3 separate regions of the Mus musculus genome follow, and all the other regions are linked to region 3. A link is a contact called in public HiChIP or PLAC-seq and promoter capture Hi-C data. All regions are on one chromosome and are shown on one strand. Each heading gives the region's core, a stretch centred on a gene start, on an enhancer-like site or on the middle of the called end of the contact. The rest is flanking DNA. Distances are from core to core; before and after follow the strand shown.

The links. Promoter capture Hi-C pulls out the DNA fragments that hold promoters and counts their contacts. HiChIP or PLAC-seq counts read pairs in DNA pulled down with a chosen protein or histone mark.
Region 1: an H3K27ac HiChIP or PLAC-seq map of embryonic stem cells shows a contact between it and region 3, with 2.0 times the contacts expected there. The contact joins two enhancer-like sites. A contact is called at or near these places in 2 of 115 datasets of contacts at active chromatin or transcription factors (cardiomyocytes and embryonic stem cells).
Region 2: a promoter capture Hi-C map of embryonic stem cells shows a contact between it and region 3, with 2.7 times the contacts expected there. The contact joins the promoter of Stk17b here to the enhancer-like site in region 3. A contact is called at or near these places in 8 of 39 promoter capture datasets (the 3T3-L1 cell line, 3T3-L1-derived adipocytes, embryonic stem cells and 2 more) and 4 of 115 datasets of contacts at active chromatin or transcription factors (acute myeloid leukemia, embryonic stem cells, large pre-B cells and 1 more).

Annotation. Positions count from the first base shown.
Region 1 is chr1:53,865,200-53,868,074 of GRCm38.p6, forward strand. All of the region lies in intron 18 of Hecw2 (HECT, C2 and WW domain containing E3 ubiquitin protein ligase 2), which reads right to left. Among named protein-coding and RNA genes, the nearest start is that of Mir7681, 17 kb to the left of the region's middle. Within about 2 kb of position 1,407, at least 28 of the 459 cell types and tissues checked have an H3K27ac peak or open chromatin away from gene starts, as enhancers often do. A contact at or near this core is called in embryonic stem cells, where this site is marked.
Region 2 is chr1:53,783,883-53,786,582 of GRCm38.p6, forward strand. It overlaps Stk17b (serine/threonine kinase 17b (apoptosis-inducing)), which reads right to left and starts at 1,333. Exons shown (of 8, transcript NM_133810.3): 1 at 1,192-1,333.
Region 3 is chr1:54,383,092-54,385,912 of GRCm38.p6, forward strand. No RefSeq gene overlaps it. Among named protein-coding and RNA genes, the nearest start is that of Gtf3c3, 55 kb to the right of the region's middle. Within about 2 kb of position 1,355, at least 3 of the 459 cell types and tissues checked have an H3K27ac peak or open chromatin away from gene starts, as enhancers often do. A contact at or near this core is called in embryonic stem cells, where this site is marked.

The DNA of each region.
Region 1 (2,875 bases), core at 157-2,656, 520 kb before region 3:
TAAGCTGCTTCCACAGTGAGGAGGAGGTAGGATTCTATGAGGGCTTTCTTGTTTTCTTCCATTGTGATTTAACAGGTAGTTTCCTTCCATAGTTTCATACTCAGAAACATCCGTGCACAGATAAAACATAGTTTTGTCATAAACATTGCTAAATGTTGTCTGTAAGTATTTATTATGCTTGAATTTTACCTACATCCTCAATCAAAAATATTATTGTAGTCTGATATCTGTGTGGATACATAAAGGTTTAGGTGGCTGTATATCAGGCCATTCTATGAATATACTAGTTTATTATCCCTATGTCTTTCCCCAACTTCCTGCTTTTTATTACCAATGGCACCAAGAATGTTCTCTACATGGTATCCCCTGTACCTGTGAGTTTCATAGTGTGAATACAGTACATATACAAAGTCAGATTTGTTCAGTCAAAGCACACACCCACCCAATCCACCCTGACCTCTTCATCAAGCCCTGCATCTTTTGCTATACAACTTTAAAACTTTTTATACATCCAAATTTACTAATTACTTCCTATTTCATATGTCTGAATTTACTAATCACTCGATAAACCTGATAAAAGTACATTTTAAATCAAATCAGTTATTGAGAGTATATAGGAAATGAATAATCAATAACAAATTCAAGTCATTTACATTTTTTATATTTTATAATAGCAATAGAAAAATATCTTTACATGGGTTTAATGTGATTTGAATCATATCCTAAAGCTACACAGACTCTCTCACACCTTAGTGTACAGATAACCAAGTACATTTTTACCAGAACTAATTCTCTTCTTTAAAATATAAAACACCAAGGAGACACAGATTCACTTAGTATGTGGCAAGCACACTCTTAAGCCTTTGACTGAAATAAACTTAAAGTAAAATACAGAAGAACTTAGAATGTGAATAGACAACCCCCCACTTCCAATAAGTAGTAAATATTATTTATTAAAGACAGATAGTATATTGCTTCATTGCATACTATTAATAAATACATTTAATAAATGAAATGACAGTCAAGACCTAAATGTACAACATGCCATAACTGTAGAATCACTATGTGTGAGTAAATTTTCCAACTTCTTCAAAGGCCCTTTAGTTTCAGTGAACATACTTATTTCCCCAAGCAGGTGAGGAAGCAATCTTGCTCTTTATTTGTGAGATCGTTTTACATATAAGAAACTCAGATAGACTGTGGTAGTTAGCTATAATTAACTAAGATATTTAAGACTTACCATCTAAAGACTGTTTAACTAAGGAGAGAAGAAGATTGAGACTTGTAGCCAAGGCCATGCCATTTTAAAAAGCTTTTCCCTTTTGGTTTCTGGGCAGTGAGACTACAGCAATCCTCATTCCAGACATATTTTCCTAATCCCGCCTCTCCCCCTGCTGACACCTGACAATGGCTGCCCAGGGATGTTTACCCACCACAAGACATTCTTTTTCTTAATACTCAGCTTTCATCCTTTGCTCCCTGTAATGGCTGATTTCAGACTCCTCCCCAGTCTCCCCTTCTGCCCTATACTGACTTCGGTGCATAAGGCAGACTTTCCATCCTTAGGGATTCTCCTCTAGAGACTTTTACCAACCCCCCACCCCCCACCCCCACACATTAAAAGTCTCTACTGTCAGAGGTTGTTTGTTCCCTGTTTCTACTTCTGCCCGCCTTTCAAAAACATATGACTTTTGTTTTTCTATACTTTATTTTTATAGAAACATCTTATTCTTGCACTAGCAGATCAATAGTGTTCCTGACTATCTGGCAGGCTATACTCTTTCTAGAACTAATTCAGTACAGGTCAGTTAAAAGGGTCAGTCACCTGCTAGATTGAGAAGTGACACACCCTCCTCAAAGGTCTTAAGAGTCAAAAGATGGGGAGTAATTGAATCCTTTGGAATCTTGCTTTCATAGCAACAAAAATGGAAAGGGCTTTTCAGCAAGATATAGGACAACAGAGAGAGAGAGAGAGAGAGAGAGAGAGAGAGAGAGAGAGAGAGAGAGTCAAGGTCAAGACCAACATAGAAAACACACAAGCCCAGCCTGGTCTACAAAGTGAGTTCCAGGACAGCCAGGACTATACAGAGAAACCCTGTCTCAGAAAACAAAAAACAAACAAAAAAAGAAAACACACAAGCCTGGCCACGATGGTGGGCTCCTTCAATCCCAGCACAGGGAGGCAGAGGCAGGCTAGACCTCTGAGTCTGGTCTACAGAGTGAGTTCCTGTACAGACAGGTCTATACAGAAAAGCCCTGTCTCAAGAAAAAGAAAATAGCAAGAAAGCAAACAAAACACTGCCCTGTGGCATTGTTTAGCCCTCAGGGATAAACAAAGCATTGCCTGAGGGGTGTTGATCCTATGGAGACCTCCAGGGCAGTTTCCCAGCCACTGGATCCTGCAAAAGCATTTTATTTCTAATTTGCCTATAGTTGAGGGTTGATGTCAAACATGAGAAAGGTCTTTTTTTTTTTTTTAAACAACAACAAAAACCTTAAACTGGGTGTGGTGGCGCACACCTTTAATCCCAGTACTTGGGAGGCAGAGGCAGGTGGATTTCTGAGTTCGAGGCCAGCCTGGTCTATAGAGTGAGTTCCAGGACAACCAAGACTACATAGAGAAACCCTGTCTCGAAAAACAAAACAAACAGACAAAAAAAAAAAAAAAACCCTTTACAGTTGTCCTTCCAAAGTACTCTGAAATTTAAAAACTGAATCATTCTAACCACCACGAAGGGCAATACAATGGGTCTGTTCCACGAAGCGCCTAAATCCGCAGAACCATTGACCAAACCTTAAACTCTTAAAAACCATAAAGTAAATAAGCTACTCCTGAAACCAGCAAAAGGAGAGAAAGCACATGTTGGAAAAAGAA
Region 2 (2,700 bases), core at 83-2,582, 600 kb before region 3:
ACAGAAATATTACTTCTCTAACTTAAGCATACTGTCATGTAAGTAAATTTACTTTAATAGTAAACCTTCATTCCAGAAAATTATCTAAAATGTATGTGTATCTCAAAAAAACCAATTACTTGAAATATTAAAACTACCAAAAAATTAAATTAATATCAAAAAGATTAGGTGAAAAGACAGGTCTAAAATTTGGTCACGATTTCCATGGACTAGTGTTTTTTAATATACACAATTTTAAGGCACTGTGATTCAATTTTTATGAAGTTGTTGAAAACCATTTCTGGGCATCTCACTGTGAAGACTGTACCAATGAGAAAGGAGTTTATATCTCTCCATAATAAAACTGTGCTCCTGGAGTTCTAAATTCCATGTTACATATGCCTCCACTTGCCTCGTTACCTCTGCAGACCTTGCTGCTCAAGGCACAGCCTCTCTCCCAGTCTTGAACACTTAAAAAGTCCACACGGTATCAAACCTGCCGGCGAGGTTCGGTGTTATCGGTACCATGTATGTAAACATGACGTCAGCCAAACCCTCAGTGAATGTCACACTGCAAGCTAATGATTATGGTTGAAATTCCTAGGCTTTCAGAAGTATTTCTTAATTCCAACTTGCAAGCTGAAGCCAGCGCTTCTCTAGTCCCAGCACAGCCACGGCCACTAGCCACCAGCCGGCCGGCCGTGAAGTTTCTTTCAACTTTGTCTCCACTCATCTATATCCCGAGAGTGAAGCCAAATTAAGCGCTTTTCCCACGGTAAGGCCGAGTCGGGATAAAGATCCAGACCGTGGCCATGATGTGGCTGTCTAGTCTGAGGATGGGTCACAAGTACAGAAGAATTCCCACTGCTTTAAAGCCAAAAAGTCACGGAAACAGCTGTGGCTCCCCACGCCGGGACTGACAGCGGCCCACGCGATGACCGCAAAGTTTCTCCCAGGCTGCTGGCCGGACGCGTCCACCCGCCCCGACGTGAAGGCGTCCCGCGCCCACAGCACGCGAGCCCCGGAGCCACCCGGAGGACCACGTCGAGACGCCGCGGAGGCTATCGGGCATGGCCGCGCTCAGGGACGCCGGCTCTGGCCTTCGGGCTCGCCGCAGGGTCCCCGCGCCCCCACACCGACCGCTCCGCCGCAGCTCCGCGCCGTCGCGGGTTCTGCCCTCCCTCCGACCGGGCCACGGCTACACGGGCTCACCTCGCACTCTTCCCCACAACGGCTGGTCGCCGTCAGCCAGGCCCCTGTGAGGCGACTCCCGGCGGCGACCGCACAGACGCTGACCGACGCTTCTTACAGTTGAGGTTTGAAAAGTGCAGCCGCGTCTGGGACACTGTACTTCGACACAGACTCCGCCCTCTGCTGCCCAAGAGCCAATCGGAGCGATTACGGAGGGTGGGGTTGTCACGTGGGGGCGGGGCGGGGCGGCGGCCGGCAGCGCGTGCTGTGAGGCCGGGCCTCAGGAGGGGGGCGGGGAGTGGGCGGAGCGCCGAGCGCCTGAAGACTTGGTTGCTGGATGTAGCCTAGAACTGGACAGTGTGCAGGCCGGGTTGGGGGGGGGGGGGGGTCCGCGCCTCTTTTCCCACTTTTTCCACCTTCAGAGTAGTTCCGGGATGTGTAAGTATCGGGACACAAGAGATGAAAGAAGCCGATGTCCGGGCTCTTTGACTTGTGATGATTAAAGTTCTGTGTTTCAAATCTTCCTTGTCCTCTTCCTTACCTCCTGAACCTACCCTACAAATAGAGATTCCAGCTTGCTATGGGTTCTTGAAGCCATAAATAGGACTCCAGGATCCTAGTCTCTACAGCTGGATGTCTTAAGACACTAACTAGCTCAAGACACTGTAGGAGAATCTGAAGATGAACTAATTGCTGGTTTACTGTGGTAGGGGAAATGAGGAAAACTTGTACCTGCTCAATGCCCATTGCTACTTTCTTTCTTTCTTTCTTTCTTTCTTTCTTTCTTTCTTTCTTTCTTTCTTTCTTTCTTTCTTTCTTTCTTTCTTTCTTTCTTTCTTCCTCCCTCCCTCCCTCCCTCCCTCCCTCCCTCCCTCTCTCTCTCTCTCTCTCTCTCTCTCTCTTTCTTTCTTAGCAGTGTTAGAACACAGGGCCTTTCACATGCTTAGCAAGGGTTCCACTTCTAAGTTCCACCCCCAGGCCCCCAGATCTGTTAACTATTGAAGACTGTTTAAAAACTGAAAGTTTCGTGCTAGATACAGTAGGTTTACATACATATAAGATCCTAGGTTACTTATACGTTTATATGTAGCATCTACACATAGAATCTAGAACTGCTGAAGGGTACTTTTTTAGTAGGTATAAAAAACTATTGGGAAAAATTCTGTGAGTGGAACTCTCTTGCTTTTAGAACATCTTAGCAACCATTTTATGTTCTTCCCCTGTCACATTTAACCAAGATTTCTTCAAGCCATCTGCTTGCCCTTCCAAGCAGTGTATGTCCCAGGACACATGCATTTAAAGTTATCAAAACCATTTCATGAGGTCTGTGTTGTTATTTAGACAGGCCTCAGTATAATGTATTGATTCTTTAAGTGTTGTCAAATGGATAATGTTGCATCTTTTTAGCCAGGGAAGCATAAATGTTAAGGTGTCCACAAACCAATGAGATTGTTCCCATACTTTCTTCCAGGAAACAGCAGCTGCATCCAAAAGTGTCAGTACCAAGGCTTAGCCAGTGCCCTCTTGGAG
Region 3 (2,821 bases), core at 105-2,604:
GTTTGGCAGTGCTCAGGGATTGGTGAGTTTTCCTGTTCAGACTTTTCACCTAAAATTATCATAATCAGGGGAGGGTCCTATTAAGGGGCTGGAGATGACCTCTGTGACAGTTACAGAAGTTGGAAGTGCCATTATGACAATTAGGGAGGTCCTGAGGAGGGGCCTGGCTGATAGACCTTCTCAGGGAAGGGGAGGTGTCCACTTTCTTGCCTTGTGGGTTTACAAAATACACAAAATTTACAAAGGGAGTGGCCTGAGTGACATGACTAGCCAACACCTTCCGGTCAGATCCAGCTCAAATTATGAGTCCTGTCCAAAATGTATGATGATAATGAAGATATGGTAGAATAGTGGGGAGGGGCTCCCACTGCAAAGGAGGAGGGAAGAGCTATACAGAAGGAAAAGGATAGGGAGCAAATAACACCACGGTTTTTTATTCTGCCTTAAGGGATCCTATTTTTTTTACCTGAAATTATACATATTACATATACATGTATGTGTAGCCATACATAATCTTTTTAAGTTTTTTAATGAATTTTTTCACACTATATTCTTATCATTCCTCCTCCTCCCCCATCTCCTCCCAGATCCTCCCCATTCCCTTTCCACCAACTCTATGACCTTTTTCTTTCTTGCTCTAAAAACAAAAACTAAAACTTTTTAATTTTTAATTTTTTTTAAAAAAAAAGACAAAATATACTAAAAGAACGAGTGCATACAAGATAAGAAAAATGGGGTTCATTTTGTGTTGCCCAATTACTTCTGGGCATGGGGCCTGCCTTAGACTATGGTTAATATTCCCAACAATAGCCCACTGGAAACACTGACTTTCCCTTCCCAGCAGGTATTAACTGCAGAGTGTCTCAGTTAGAGGTGGGACTTTATATCCACTTCCTCTTCTCAGTACTGGGATTCTGTCTGGTTTTTAACTTGCATAAGTCTTGTGCATGCTACAGTCACTGTGAATTCATATCATCAGTCCTCATGTTTCCCTGGTGCTATCCAGCACTTCTGACATGCATATCATATATATAATATTAAAAGTTGATGTATTAAAACAATGAAATTATTAAGCTTAACTCTAAATGTACTGTTATTTAATGCACATAAGAAAATACAAGACGGAGTACCAACCTGGGGCAAGAACTTGCTTTTAAAAATTGGAGATACTGAATGGAAAACAATCACTGTGTGACTTGAGTTTAGGAGGGAGGGAGAATTGGTTTCTCAGCTGAGTCACATGGGTCTTCCCCAAGCTGCACAAGCCTTGGAACTAGAACAAAGGCACACAGCACCCACCCACCCTTAGCAAAGGCCTCTGGCTGGCTCAGAGAGTATGAACTCTCAGGAGCTGGGAGCCCCTGCTGTGCAAACAGACAGGCTGCTCAGAAGGGAGAGGAAGGCAGACAATAGAGACTGCTCTCCTTCAACAAGCAGGTAATCAAAAGATAAAGATGAGTGGAATGTAATTTAATTGTTTTTAAGGATAGATTAAAGTACAATGGTAATGTTTAAGCGGTTTTTTAAGTATTAAAAGGCAACTTAAAGTTAAACACAAAGGAAAGAATGTTAATTCAAGAGATAGATAGATAGATAGATAGATAGATAGATAGATAGATAGATAGATCCACAGAGATACTAATCTCAATAGAATAGAATAAATGAGAAAAGTGCATTAGAAGAAATTTGAAAAGGTCTATGCCAGGGCAGCATTAGGGATCTCAATATGGTCTACATGGAATTTCTGGGACTGCTTAGCCTGGTTTGACAAATTTAGAGTCTGGAAATAGGCTTATACAGTAAGTAGAAGGGAATTTAATTGAAGCTGAATACATAGGAAAGTATAGAAAGTTAATAAATAAATTGAGGCTTTTGATCTTAAATGGTAGGTCAAGAGCAGGGGAAGAGAAGTAGAGAAATCTTATCTCAGACAGTAGAAACTTATGTTAATTTAAGTATTATAAAGAGAAATGGGACATACATATCCACAGAGATACTAATTTCCATAGAAGAGAGAATTTTAAGTATACATATGAATAATTTAGGCCTTGATCTCATGTAGATCAGGGCAGGAAATTGTGGGGGAACACTATCTCAATAGATAATAATATTTGCTTAGATTGCTTTAGTTGCTTTGAATTGTTTTATTTATCAAAATGCATGTGGTTATAAGTTTGGGATCCTGAACCAAGGACATGTTATTTTGGGAGAGAGGCTCTGTATTTGTGTTAATAGAAAAGAAAAGGCTTTGGACCGCTTCCAAAGTGATATGGATCAAATATGACAGAAAGATCTCCTGAAGTTCTTGGCTACAAAAAAGAAAAATTTGAAAACATCAAGCAGGACGGGTAACTGATTTGCTGATTCCTATACATGGGAACAGCTCAGTAACTGGTTTAGACATAAAAATGTCTTTAGCCAAAACTTCAGCTAAAATTAGACAATAAATTTTGTTGACTATGAAATCCTTAAGATTCTTCATGCCATCCTTCATATGGCATGAATAAAGATTACAATTGGTTATGATCAAATTAACTCATTAAAAAAGACAGCTGCCTTCCACCTGTTCAAACAAGGAGCAAAGATTTATCCTTAACTGCTCTGTGCATCCTGCACAATCCACTGCTTCCAAAACAGCTTCAGGGATCTGGAGATTCCAGATGACCTCACTTCATCCAACCTTTCTGACAGATGCAGCCAAAACTTCAGTCAAGCCCTGAGCCTTCTAAGCATGCAGAGACTGGATAACAGATACTAAAGTTAGCTTTCTTAAGTCTAACCAAATTTTCTAATTTTCCTACAGCTCCCCACTCCTTTAAAA